Regions from separate parts of the Mus musculus genome. Here region 1 is linked to region 2. Evidence: chromatin contacts called from public Hi-C data. All regions are on one chromosome and are shown on one strand. The core of a region is the stretch at or near the end of the contact, and the rest is flanking DNA. Distances in the headings are between cores, read along the strand shown. Region 1 has its middle 200 kb from the start of Gm25173. Region 2 has its middle 100 kb from the start of Gm42264.

What was found. A called contact is a pair of places that touch in the nucleus more often than the background predicts.
Region 1: a contact with region 2 is called in a Hi-C map of cerebellar granule neurons, with 2.7 times the contacts expected there. The contact joins two enhancer-like sites. A contact is called at or near these places in 3 of 484 Hi-C or Micro-C datasets (cerebellar granule neurons and cerebellum) and 1 of 115 datasets of contacts at active chromatin or transcription factors (embryonic stem cells).

The regions. Positions count from the first base shown.
Region 1 is chr4:27,496,707-27,504,383 of GRCm38.p6, reverse strand. No RefSeq gene overlaps it. Among named protein-coding and RNA genes, the nearest start is that of Gm25173, 200 kb to the left of the region's middle. Within about 2 kb of position 5,858, at least 6 of the 459 cell types and tissues checked have an H3K27ac peak or open chromatin away from gene starts, as enhancers often do. A contact at or near this core is called in cerebellar granule neurons, where this site is marked.
Region 2 is chr4:26,930,355-26,937,203 of GRCm38.p6, reverse strand. No RefSeq gene overlaps it. Among named protein-coding and RNA genes, the nearest start is that of Gm42264, 100 kb to the right of the region's middle. Within about 2 kb of position 2,608, at least 34 of the 459 cell types and tissues checked have an H3K27ac peak or open chromatin away from gene starts, as enhancers often do. A contact at or near this core is called in cerebellar granule neurons, where this site is marked.

The DNA.
Region 1 (7,677 bases), core at 4,609-7,108, 560 kb before region 2:
TACACATATATGCTGTCAAAACATATACGTGCACACATTCTACAGCCCCATACTATGTCCAAATACACAGATCACACACATTTATGCACACTATACACAAACAGGTGTACATACATATATAAACACATGTGCACAAATACTCAACTACACATGTATAAACACTATAGACACAGACAGTAATATACAAACACCACACACACACACACACACACACACACACACACACACACACATTTGAGAAAGCGAGTCACTGATACTGCAATAAACCCCACTCACTAGAATTATCCTTCCTCACCCGGGTCCTTATCTATTGCCAGTCTACTCAAATGCAAGCTGTTTAGGGTTATGAGACAAAGTCTTAATTTATACTAGCACTTACAAAAATAAAATGCTTTTAATTAAGCTATTACATGCTATTCCCTTATTTATAAGTTCTTTTTTATGTTACACGTATTTTACAATGCCTTTTAAGGCTAATTTATGTGTGGAATTTATCATAATTTTGCTTACAGAAAAGAAGCACATTGGTAAATGCTTCCATAATAAATTTTCATTTTATTCAAGATCTGACTTAAAATTACTTATTTTTTAAACAATATTATTACCCTCTATAGTATCACATGTCCTTATCACAGATCCTGGAAAAACAGAATACTGAAAAAAGATATCTACACTGGGAAGTTCTTGATTCTTCAAACTTCTAATAATCTGCTATTTTCTTGATTTTTTAAAAAATGATTGTATTTATTTATTTTTCAAATGCCCCCTTCCTGGTTCTCCTTCCATGAGCACTCACCCCATCCCTTCTTCCCTTTGCCTCTACAAGGGTGCTTTCCCCATCCTCCTACTCCTACCACACACCTCAAGCATTGTTCTCCTCTGAGGCATCAATCCACCACAGGACCACACATGGCATCCCTTCCCACTAAAGTCAGACAAGGTAGTCCCTCCCTTACATATGTAGTGGGTGCCACAGACCAGTCCATGTGTGTTCTTTGATTTGTGGTGGCTTAGTCCATGGGAGCTCTGAGGAGTCTGGTTAGTTGATACTATTGTTCTTCCTATGGGGTTGCAATCTGCTTCAGATACCTCAGTTCTTCCCCTAAAGCTTCTATAGGGGTCCCTGGGTTTGGTCCAATAGTTGACTGTATCTGTATCAGTCTCAGTCCAGTGCTGGTAGAGCCTGTCACAGGAAAGCCATGTCAGGCTCCTGTCTGCAAACACAGCATGACATCAGCAATAGTGTTGGGGGTTGGTGACTGTACATGGGCTCTTCACTGGATGTCCTTTCCTTCAGTAAATTTATATAAACAAAAATTTAAAACCCAAGTGGCATTCTTGCTTTTTCTTCACATGTATTAATTAAGTTATTACCTGAAATGTTCAAGTACCTTGGTGCTTCTCTTTGTTGAGGCATGATAATTAGTAAGATTTTGCTAAGGCCAATATGTCATATATGATCCCTATCCCAAGAATACGTTAAGATTTTCTTGCAGTTGGGCATGCTAGCACATGCCTTTAGTGCCAGAACTTGGGAAGCAGAGATAGGCAGAGGCAGAGGCAGAGGCAGAGGCAGAGGCAGAGGCAGAGGCAGAGGCAGAGGCAGAGGCAGAGGCAGAGGCAGAGGCAGATATATTTTTGTGAGTTCTAGGTCAGCCTATGTCAATGTGTTTCCAGATATCCAAGGCTACTGAGAAATCCTGTCTGTTATAAAACAAACTATACATAAAACAAAAGCCTTTCTCACATATCATAAAATCATAATTTTATTTCCAATATGTAAAAATTAGAAAAACATATCATTCTGGTCAGGTCAACAGAGATGTCTTTCGCCATTTCTGAAACCACTAAAGAAAAGTTCTCTGAACGATCATATGAATATTGAAAATCCAGAAACCCAAAATGTGCTTAATAAATCTGTTGGGTTTTGTTGTGCACAGATGTTTGCTCCTTTAAGCTTAGTGACATCTTTTATGTTGATTGCTTTGTTTGTATCCTCCAGTAATAGTTTCCTCATGATTATCCAGGTGAAACTTTGAGCTTAGCATGGCCTATTATGTCATGATGCTTTTAAGGCTTCTGAACTCTTTCCTCACAGGACCTGCCTCCTATGCTCAGGGTGTAACAGCTTGTTTTCACAAGCTACATCTCCTTTCATGCCTTCCTATATACCTCTTGCAAATCTATTCACTATGTAATTCTTCTTTCTTTTCTTTTTTTTTCTTTTTCTTCTTCATGAAAAATCATACTTCAAATGGCTGAAAAATAGTGTTCATAGAACGGAGATGTTTGGAATATCAGTTGGTTGGGGGGTTGACTGGACATCAAATTTAGATGAAAGAGAAACATTTTAAGTGCCATTCTCATGAACTGTTAAATGCATTAACACACATGGTATGTGCAAAATGGAAGAGTGTTCAGTAATGAAAAGCCTGAGAACTTTCTGCTGGACAACATGGAAAGAAAGAAGATCAGATTGAACGAGATGATTCTCAAACAGAAAAGCAAGTGTCACATGGTCTCACCTGTGTGGAATCGTGAATTATAAATCTCATGAAATTGAAAAGTAGTGTGGTGTCCACAGGACTGTGAGACATAAAACAGGAGGAACAGTGAAAGGTTTCTGGATGAATCCCAAAACAGTGAGAAAGGACCACAAGTTTAGAAACACTAACTGCACCTCATAGTAGGATGACTGCAAATAAAATAATTCAGTTTGCAAAGCTGCACAAGAATTCTGAAAGCAAGTGCTAAGTGTTTGAGTTGATGCACATGATTAACCTGATGGAAACACTACACATGAATCCACTTATGGAAACATAACCTATCACTTATATGTGTAACATACCAGTTACAAGTTTAAAATGAACTATGCACTTTGAAAACTTTTGCTATTTTAATTTCTAAGAAAGTTAACCAATTTTTATCAGAAATGATATTTTATATTGATCATAATTCTACTTCCATTTTGGCTGTAACCTCATGTAATTTTTAAGAAATTGCAAGTCTTGTCTTTTTCCCTCGTGAATGAGGGATTCTCACTGTAATCACTCTTAGCAGCCAATTCATGGCCTAATAGTTTTTCTTAATTCTTACTTTTCTGAAAATTCTTCCAGCTTCTACCCATTGTGCTTCTACCCAAAGTCACAAGTATTTTCATGTGTTTGCTCTGAGAAGAGTCATAGAATCAATTTCTGTTTTTATTTGTTTTCTTCTGCTGTAGCAAACTGTGTTTTACATACTGAGTAATTTGTGAAAAATAATGGTATAGGAAGCTTATTTTTTTTTAGGAGATGGGAAGTGTGATAGCATAGAGCCAGAATCTGATAAAGGTTACACTTCATAAGATAAAGTAAGTTTATATGGAGGCAGGACAAGTTGACCCACACACTGTTCAGCATAGCTTTATACCTTCTAAGTAATATGGATTTTCAAAAGCCTTTTACATAAATATTTTCTTTTTTTTAAACAAATCCCTATCCCCTCCTTCCTATCGCTCCCCTACCTTCATTTATGCTTAATCCTTTAACTTTGAAAATTCTCCTGTCTTCTTTCATACAATATGTATATTAGTATCCCCCTCCATAACCAATCATTTGGGTTAACTTTCTCCTCTTCTCTTAATTTCCTTTATTGTCTCAGCCCTATTTGTTTTCTAATGACACAAAGCAAGTATCATTCCCCAAAAAACAATAAAACAACAATAAATAGTATTAAACTTCTCTCCCAGGCATCAAAACTTGCAGGAAGGTATATATATATATATATATATCCACACTGGCATTTGAAGACTGTTTCAACTAATAAAAAACTAGAATACACAAACATTCATTAAAATGTCAATTTATATTTGCCTAGGTAACACTATTCTGATCTTATGCATTCAGTGCATTGTATTTGAACCAACTGTCATGTGTTGCATCATTTCCATACTTCTAATTATGCTGCTGATTCAACTTTTACTAGGATATAAATAGGTATAAGACTACAAAGAATCTAACCAGTCAAATCATTAAAATACATTTTTTGATAAAGACTTTTCTATTTCCCCCTCATATATGTAACTCCATCTTTTTAGAAATGGAATGTATATACCTCCTGAATCTATTAAATTTTCTTTACACAGGTTAGGGAAGCTAGTATTTCTATGATGGAGATAGTCATAACTTTTAATAATATGAAATATGAATTGTTATTGTTCAATTCATGGTTATAAGAAATACACTCACAGAAATTCATCATAAATTATAATTATAATGATTTTGTACAATGAAATATTGGAAATGCAGATAATGAACTATTTCTTAATATTAACTTGATGGTCCAGAAATGGCCCTTTGCATAAATATCTGAAAAATACATGGTTAACATGTTTTTAAAAAATATTATTTTATAGAATTTTGAAATATTATAGTAGAAGTTTTTCCAGTCTCGGATCTGCCATGATAAAGAAAGCAACTTAGTCACTAAATGTTGTTTTCAGTACTTACAGAATTAAAGGAATCCTACTGTCATAAACTTTATATGACAGGAGAATGCCAGGGCCAAGAAGCAGTAGTGGGTGGGTAGGGGAGCAGGGCAGGGGGGAGTGTATAGGGAACTTTCGGATAGCATTTCAAATGTATATAAAGAAAATACCTAATAAAAAATAAAATAAACTTAATAGATAAATTTTTAATTTGAAATATAATGTAAAAGCCAGGTGTGAATTCACTTGATTGTGATCCTGACACAAAGACTGAAGAATCATTACAAGTGTGAGGTCAGACAGTTGTACTTCACAAGACTTAAGGTGGCAAAAGTTGGGGTTGGGGCAGGAAGAAAACAGTAGTAAGAAGAAATAAGATAAAGAGACACAGAGAGCAAATGGAAGGACAGAGGGAATGAGGGAAGGAAAGGAGAAGGTGAAAGGGAAAGAGAGGGGCAGGAAATGAAGGATGGGAAATGTCTGTTGCATTTTCACCTTTTACTTTTTATTCTTTTCCTTAATGCCAAATAAATCAGTTATCAAATGAGAAAGCTGATGAAAAGTATATATTTGACTTCATGTGAGAGGTACTGGAGTCGCCTTACAGTATGAACCTTCTCCTAGAGTAAGCGTTCATTCGGATAGGAAAATGTTTCATTAATGATGAGAAAAGTCTTTACTCATGGCATGCTCATAACAGTATTGAGTGGATACTATTTATAGAAGAAAGGAATGAATTTTAATTCAGTCTGATATTTTCATCTCCGTTCCAAAAAAGTGCACAAAAATGTTCATCCATTTTCATCACCTCCAAATTCAGGTCTCAGTGAGGTAGGGTTGGGATCTGACGTTTATCCTGGAGAACAAAAGAACTTATTTGAAATTAATAGGATTTTCCAATGATGGTATGTAAATAAGAAATATTGTTACTTGGTCATTTGGTATCTAAAAATGTATGTTACATATATTTTCTAAACACTTAGGAATGTAATTTCAATGTGTGCTCAAAGAAAACACTTTGCCTTCATAGAATATATACAAACCTATATATTTATGAATGTATTCCTTCTCAGTTATAACTACATCATTTCCTATTTCTTCCCAGTTCCCTCTAATTCTCATAGTGGACATGTCAGTTGATGTAATTTTTGTTGCTATGCTTGAAGTTGCTATAACATGCGAAGTTTGCTTTCATTCTACCCTTATTTTATTTTGCCTCGCAATCTTCAGGAAAACAAGATATTTCAACATTAATTAGCAACTATGATAACTTTGAAAATGTGTGTAAGAAAATGCTACTTTTTTCAATTTTGAGACAAGTGTGAAACAGTCATCACCTCTCTTACCACTTTTTCCTCTTTGTGATGCAGACATTGACCTGGAAAAAAAAAGATTAGCCTTGTTAGTAGCAAATATGATTAAGAGATTGTGGCCATATTTGGCATCCTTTTCTACTGAGTGGGTTGCTTTTGTACCTTGAGCTTCTTATTTTATTATTGCAATGATTCTGAACTCACAAATAAAGCAATTCAGTCTTTTGTTACTGGAATTCTAAGTAATACAATTTTAAAATGAAATTCATTTATGCTTTCAGATTTTAGCTCTTAGTAAGTCAAACTTGTTTGCTTTGCTCACTAAAAAAAAACTTTGTAAAATAGCACATTAGAAAAATATTATTACTAACTTTAAGCAGAGAAAGTACAGTTCAGCTGAGAAGAGATTTAGGGCACAGAGCACATAGCTGATGGATTTCCCCGCTGTCCCTGGATAGCAAGGACAGGAACACCAGATTCCTACCCCCAAGCCATCTGGTTAATTTTGGATAGAATCTGCTCTGTGACTCTGCATTCTGGAGCACATTACCTCCTCAGCTTTTGTGACCCAAAACTTACATTTTCCAGCTCTACCATTTATTTGTGTGCATCAATTTAATGATATCACTAGGGTCTTTAATATACAAGAGTTTGAACAGTCTATATATGAAAATGTAGTCCTACTCATTTCTGACTTTACAATTTTTATATAGTGAACATTAATTGCTCATCTACCTAATTATAAAATGCGGTTGTTTTCACAGCATACTTTTTCATGCACTAGTACTGCATTTCTTATACTCTTGTGCCTTAGGAATACATTTTCCAAAGGTTGGGACAGAAAAAGAAGTGATCAAATGGCCACGTAAAATTAAAGGGCATATAGTCTCAAATCATTTTATTTTGGATTTCTAATGATTTACAAAGTTTAAGGATTTGTTGGAAGGCAAGTTTTAATGTTTAAAATAACTGAATGCTTTGCCACTCAGCCAGAAAATAATGCTCAAAGCAACATCACTTGGGTGTAGACATGGTAGATGCTTTCTCCTGTGCATGGCTACTGTGAATTCCCTGGGCTATTTATCAACACTCATAACTAGGATGAAGCCCTCTGGCTACCATATGTTCCAATGTGCTGATTACAGAGGTTGTTCTAATAATTACTCTCCGGAGGGCAGAAAGTTGACTATTGTTTTTACCATTTACCTAGGGATTTTGCACTCCAAATGAGGTCATCACAGCTGTATATGTACTATATAAGGGAAAAATAATCCAAAATTTTTCTCTGAAACTTTTTTAATAAAAAATTCCACTTACATATATTTGAAACCCTAAAATATATCACTGCCGCAATGATTCATATGTACTACTCTACTTGAAATCAATCTAATGACATTCATTATAGTTTAATTTAAAACATTGAGAATCGTATTGAAGTTTAACTTATTTGGTATTTTTTTCAGAACATATCTGGCTCAATTAAAAACTGTTGCTTGAATGACTTTATCAGATGCTTATTGGATTGCAAATGAAGATGGGAACTATTGAAGACACCACAGTTTACTAGACTAGTTACTAAAACTTTGGTTACTTTAATGCCCTAGAAATACTAAAAGACACATATGGCATTTATAAAACATTTAATTCTCTGAATGTTTCCTTATAATTCCAAGTATATCCTACATGGATTTTCTTAAGGTTGTGGCAATTGCAATTTCTCTGAACACTTTAAAACTATAATTATATTCACTCCAATTACTTACAAAGCAACTATATGAAAACCCAAAAGTTCACTCTGCCTCAAATAAGACCCACAGTGTTTCCACAATGAACGCACTTCAGCAGGATATTATTTAGTACAATGAAATAGAACTCTAAGGATACATTGAAGATGGA
Region 2 (6,849 bases), core at 1,359-3,858:
CTTTCCCACTAATCATAATTCATTCGTATAATCTACTGCTGATGGAGAATTTATTTAGTTTTCACTTGTGCTGTGATGGTGCTGTCAGTGTTAATCTAGTCGATATCCCAATATCTGCGTTTTTCTAGAGCATTTTGCTTTAAAAAAAAACTTTATTATATTTATTTATTTGTGTGTGTGTGTGTGTGTGTGTGTGTGTGTGTGTTACAATACAGATGTGGAGGTCAGAATAAAACTTGTGGTAGTTATTTTCCATTTCACCATATAGATTTCCGAATATTCCTTATTAGAATTTAGCATGTTTGTATGCATTAGTTTTCTCATTGTATATAATGATGCCATAATATTGTAAATAGCTACACCTTCAAAGCTTTTTGTTTGATTTTGTTTTTTGTTTTTTGTTTTTTGTTTTGTTTTTTTGTTTTTTGTTTTGTTTTTTGTTTTTTGTTTTGGTTTTTGGTTTTTTGTAGTAATGAAAAGTCAATAGAACCAAAGCTGCCTCATTTGGAGCACAGGACTCGGCTGTGCTGAAGGAACATGCTTCCATGGCTACATCACATCTATCTCTTTCTGTCCAGCATTATGCTACATTTTTAAAAGTTGTTTTGCCAAGTTAAGCCAAAAATGCCACCATATTCAAAGTTTTACTTTGTTTCACCATTATTTTCTATTTAGAAATTTTTCATTTAAATTGAAAAACTATGTAGTATAAGTCTTAAATTTTATTTATCTCTATGGTAATTTGTTATGCTTTCATGTGAAAACATCATTTTTTATGCTTATATAGAAGTTTGGGCCATTTTCTTTTGACTACTATTATTTTTACATATAATTTTTATCAAATATATGCTTCACATATGTATTTCTTCTAATCTATGCTTTTTTTTCCCACAGATATTTTGCACTGATTTTAAATAGCATTATAAAAATTATCCTTATGATCTTTGTGTTTTTATACTAAGGTTAATTTGTTTCAATTTTTATTTGTATTTATTTATTTGTGTTTATGAGTTACAATACACATATGGAGATCAAAGGACAACTCCTGCTAATTATTTTTCAATTTTCACCATATGGATTTTCTAATATTCCTCATTTATATTAGAATTTAGTTCATTTGTATGTTTTTGTTTTCTCTATGTATATCATTATGCCATCATGCTGTAAATAGCCACAACTCCAAAGTTTTGTTTTGTTTTTTTTTTTTTTTTTGGTTTTTTTTCATTTTCTTTTGGTTTGTTTTAATACAGTGAAAGGGGAATAGGAAAGCTAATGTCTCATTTTGAGCACCAGACTTCTCTAATACTAAACCAATGTTCTCTTTAAAGCAAGAGTATAAAACATACAAAGCCCGTATTCAAGACAGAATGTTTAAAGTTACAAAATCAGCTTTCTGCAGGGTCTAATCATATCAATAGTTTTTAGTATTACCTTTAATTCCAAATGTTGTTTAATTACAATCTATTTTTTTCAATTTAATTATTGGAATATTTATAGAATAATTATTTTATGCCTTATTTGTACATTTCAGCACTTCCATATTGCTAAATATAATGTAAAAATCACAACTAGTAAAAAAAAAAAAACTTTAAGTTTTAGGATGCATTCTGGCTTTTCAGATGACATTTACACTGACTTTAACATGTCATCTCCATAAAGATTCTGAGTTTAGATGTTACCTTGAGGTGACGAAAACAGTAGTATTCTAATTTATTAATACTACTGTTTATGTATTTCTGATTAAATTATAACAATTCTTTAAGTAGAGATCCAAAGAAATGATCAGGAAAATATCTACAGAAGCAGAAAATTGTTGTTTCTGCTATAATTCAAATCACATTTCATATGCTCCATTGATATAATATCACTGTATAAAATTGTAAACACTTAAGAATTAGTTATATCTGTTATATTTAGTTGTTAATTTGTCACGTAAAGTGGACATATTTCATATATATATATATATATATATATATGTATATATACATATACGTGTGTGTGTATACTATATGCCATCATCCATTAGACAACAGAAGATGTTATTAACAGCTATTCTGATTAAGTTAACAAATATTTTGTGCTTATAACGTATAAATGTATAGCCACACATGTAAACCAATGATGCACGAGGATGAACAGCATCCTCATTCGCATCCTTCCCCTTAATCCATTTTATAAATACTTGATAATGGGAAACCTCCGTATGTATGTAGAAAACGACAACTAAGTGATCCAAAGAGAAGTTTACGTTGTCACCTCACACCTTAAAATATATTTATTTTAACATTCCTGCCATGATAACTATTGTTGGTCAGTTATTCTTTTGGACTTTCTGTCTAGTTCTCATATTATTTCCCCTACAATAGCATCTGGTACATGCTATTATAAATCCTTACCCTGAACGGTGCACGTGATAGTGAGTCCACTAACTCTGAGACACAGAGGGAGAAGGAAATTAAGATATTGCAGTTAGACATGTGTATTAACTCACCATCTAACATGGAAAAAGTAATGAGTGTAAGCCTCACAATGGTGGAGTATAGGGAGCTTTTAAATAGGGAGTTTAATCTCCTTTAGAGCAAAGCCACACTCTTGGTTTCCCTAGGTTTTTGGCAAGGTTCCCAGAAGCTGCAGTCATTCATGAGCCACACACTCTGTTCTTAGGAAAACTGCACTGGGAACTTCACACGGTGAAACGAATGCTCTCATTCTGGATGCTTCATCTGTAAAATATCCGCTCACACATGTATATACATGCGCATGGTACTTAACTCAGCCACCACCAAAGGATGGGGGCACTGTTGGGATTTGAACCCATTGTTGCAGGAAGTCCAAGATTTTCAAACCTTATGTGTTGACTATAAAACCATTCCCTCTGGAAGATTTTTCTGCAATTAAAATGAAGTTTATGTTAAGAGAGCTTGAAAAATTCCCAAATCAAATCAGATTGTTTACAACAGCTTGAGCTCCTTTCTCAGGAAGTGCTGAAGCCAGAGTTTTGCTCGCCCTTGTTCTCTGGCTTTTCTAATACACCCCACGTTCTCATTCATGAGCTCTGTGTAATTAGAATAAGAATCATCTGTGAGATACGCTGTAATGGACCATAAAATATAATGCCGTGTGTATTGTGTGTTTCGTTGTTTAAGTTCAGGATTTATGAAAGATTAGCTGTTTCTTTCATTTTGAAGGCAGAGAAAAATCTCTCACTCCTTGCTGTTTACCAACAGTAGTTTGAGATGTAATCTCAGCTGGGTAAACAGAAGTGGACAGGTAAAAAAATATATGTGTATGTGAAGAATATATATTTTTCTACCACAACGCCCAGTGTCGGATGCAGGAACAAAGCCTGTTCTATTGGTGGTATTATATGTGATAATACACAGGCTGATTGTAGACACACAGAACACAGGTCCTAATGAAACCATTTTACTTATTGAGCTTGTATAAAACCCCAGGTACCACTGTCTCTCGGTCATGACTGGGCCTTCCAGAGCTGCAGTGCTATATGCATAATGTCAGACGCGCCAACTCGCTTCTCTCTGCATGCTCACTGTCCTGCTTTACCATCTCTTTCATATTTGCAGTTGCTCCTTTAGAAAGATATTTTGCCTTATGTCACCCCATTGTACTTACTCAGAACATTTTCTCCCCAGTTGAGAATATATTTTTAAAAAAGTGATTCCATTAATTCCTAAAACATTTCTGTGATTTGGGAGGATAAGGGGGAGGAGGAGGAGGGGGAGGAGGAGGAGGAGGAGGAGGAGGAGGAGCAGGAGCAGGAGCAGGAGCAGGAGGAGGAGGAGGAGGAGGAGGAGGAGGAGGAGGAGGAGGAAAAATGTGTACAGGAGTGGCTTATTCCTGTCAGGTTGGGTGACTTGCAAGTTTGTCTCAGCATGAGAAGGGTGGGGCCGCAGCACTTACTTGAAGCTTCAGTGTTTGATCTTCTCTCACACAGTAATAATGTAAAACAAGGAGACATAATGCAAGTAAAATAAAAGCAAAAATGAGCCAGCTTATATTCCTCAGTTTCATTCAATTTGTTTTGGGCATGTTCAAACAAATGTAGTTTAATATTTTTTCTTGTTTCAAGGAAAGACTGCTTGCTCTTTCCATATTTAGCATACACATTTTTTTTTCTTTCAAAATGGACACCAGAAATAGGAAAAAGAAAAAGGGGAGAAAAAAAAAAAACCTGTGTGGACTACATCCACAGCAGAGTCATTTTAGATTTTTCTGTGATTTCAAGATTGGCTATCAAGAACTAAATTAGAATACATAAAGGGATTTAAGTAGTTCCTATTAAGACATCTCAATTTTTTGTGAATATCAAAAGTTGTCTTTGATAAATTGATACATAAATTCCAAAAATACTCATATATAAGTATATATATTGTTTACAACATGAGTATTTATACACACACACACACACACATATATATATATATATATATGTATATATATATGAGTATTTTTATATATGAGTATATGTGATTTTACAAGGGAATAGGGTAATATAATGTATGGGTATTTGCAAAACCATGTTTCTATTATCAGATAAAATATTAACAGCACCTAAGAAATTATAATAGAATAAATACATGTTATATTTAGTCACTTACAATTAATAAGGTCTTTCACTCTTTCATTTTACTATGATTAGAAAACTTGGCTTCCACACACAGTGCATAAACACACATGCAAGCAAAACTATGCACATAAAAAATTTTTCAATTATGTTAAAAATATTTAAGCCAGTCTTTATTAATGGAGGAGTGGACACATAGGAAAGTTTAAATACAGCAGAACACTTACACTCAGTGCATTTTTTTGTGGCTATTATGAGGTTTTATACTGAAGAGAGTCCAAAGTAACTGTTCAAACAAGCAGAGAGTAAAGGGTGCAAAGCCCAGTAAGATGCTAAAACAAATTATGCAAAAAATGTAGGTGGCCAAAGAAAACAGAAAAATGTAAACACATTTAGTACTACATTCCTTCCAAAAATTAATCAATGTATACCCTTATAGTACTAAAACTGGAAAATTTAAATAAATGTAACTATACATGAAAATATTTGTATTATTTAAAACTAAAGCTAAGATAGAACAATAACCATTTAGTAACTTTTTTTTTACTTTTCTTACTAAAATGATTAAATTATAGTATAAGAATTTTTATATTAACTCTGTTAAGGCTTATTCACATAAGATAATTAAATAACTTTTGATTTTGAATTGAAATTTGTATGTGTTTCCTAGCGATAGCCTTGTTTTTCAGAAATCAATTTACCATCCCCTTAAAGCTCATAGTAACATTTGCATTTGAAAGACTAAGCTGATTTCATATGATTTTAACATTTGTATGAATTAGAATGGTTATTTTAAAACATATTAAAGAAAAATAATGTTATTTTTACTATTTTTACTACATAATTCTTTTTTCCTTAATGCTGTGATAAAGATATTTAAATCTAGTTAGAATATTCTTTTAAAATTGCATTTATTATCTACTATTACAAAGACAACTTTTCTTGCTCATAATTTGACAGACGTATTATTACAAGCTAATAGCATAAGAGACATATTTAACATTTACTTAGTTATTTAAATTTGCAAAATTGCCATAAAACATATTATTAAATTTTTGCCATTTAAAAATGATAATATTTAACTTGAAAAAAATATTAAAACTGGAGTAAAATTTACATCTGTGAAGATATAATTGAATAGTAGTGGTCTTCTGAGTTTGAAATCAGGAAAATGTGGTTACAATATCCAATATAGAAAATCTAGTCTGAGATTAATTTTTGAAAACCTTCTGAAGCATATTATTAAGAGAAACCAGAGAATACATCTATAATTGAACTATAAGTAACAATTAGAAATGAATAAAGCATACTATCATAAAACTCAAATCTGATTCGAAGATGAGTGCTGTACAGGGAAAATCAGACAGGTTTCAGGAATTGAGAAGAGTCGTAAGGGTTGAGATTTCAACAGACAATATAGCCTTTGCCTTATATTGATGACTGCACTGCCTGTGTTGCTACGGGTGGTAAGAGCAATAATGAAATGAGCAAGATTCATTTTAACATTTAAAATTAAGATTACAGTTTTTTTCTTGAGGAAAAACTTTACTGCCATTTAAGATGAACATTTTGTGCATCATCCATCTTTGCCTCACTAGAAAGTAATCTGAGTTTTGGATATGGTTACTAAGGTGAAAGAATTATGCAGCTTCGTCATTTTACGTTTACTTCCTCTAACTTTTTTTTTTTTATTTTACCTTTGTTCTTGATTTAGATACAGGTTAACAATGACAACAACAAAATCATTAACATCTTGAAATGTTGTAATTAGAACCAATTATAACTTCATTGACCGGTCGAGGCTCACTGGCACAGCTCACCCAGTTAAAAACATTCATTTTGTTTTATACTTATCTTTGATTGGAGGTGCTTATTATTCAGCACATGTGCATGAACTATTCAATTAACCATCTTTCTTAAGACAGCGGGAGCTTAGTCGATTCCTCTCTTTCAGGTCTAGTTTATGTAATTATTTTTAGAACACAGCTGTACTTCAAAACGAAGAATTTAATTTGTCAAACTACTAGTTTCTTAACTATGATCTAAAGTGGGTTCTGTGTCAGTAAAGACATTAAAAAATGTATATTTTTGCGTCCTTTGCTCACCGTGAAATCATATAGATGACAATCCTGGCCCTGGAGAGGAAAGTGTTTTCAGATCAGTTCAGTTCTTGACATAAACAACTCAATCTCAATGTAACTTCCAATAGTTAACAAAGGATCCTCTTTGAGCTTTGGTTAGAAATGTGATACAGTAACCTAGAA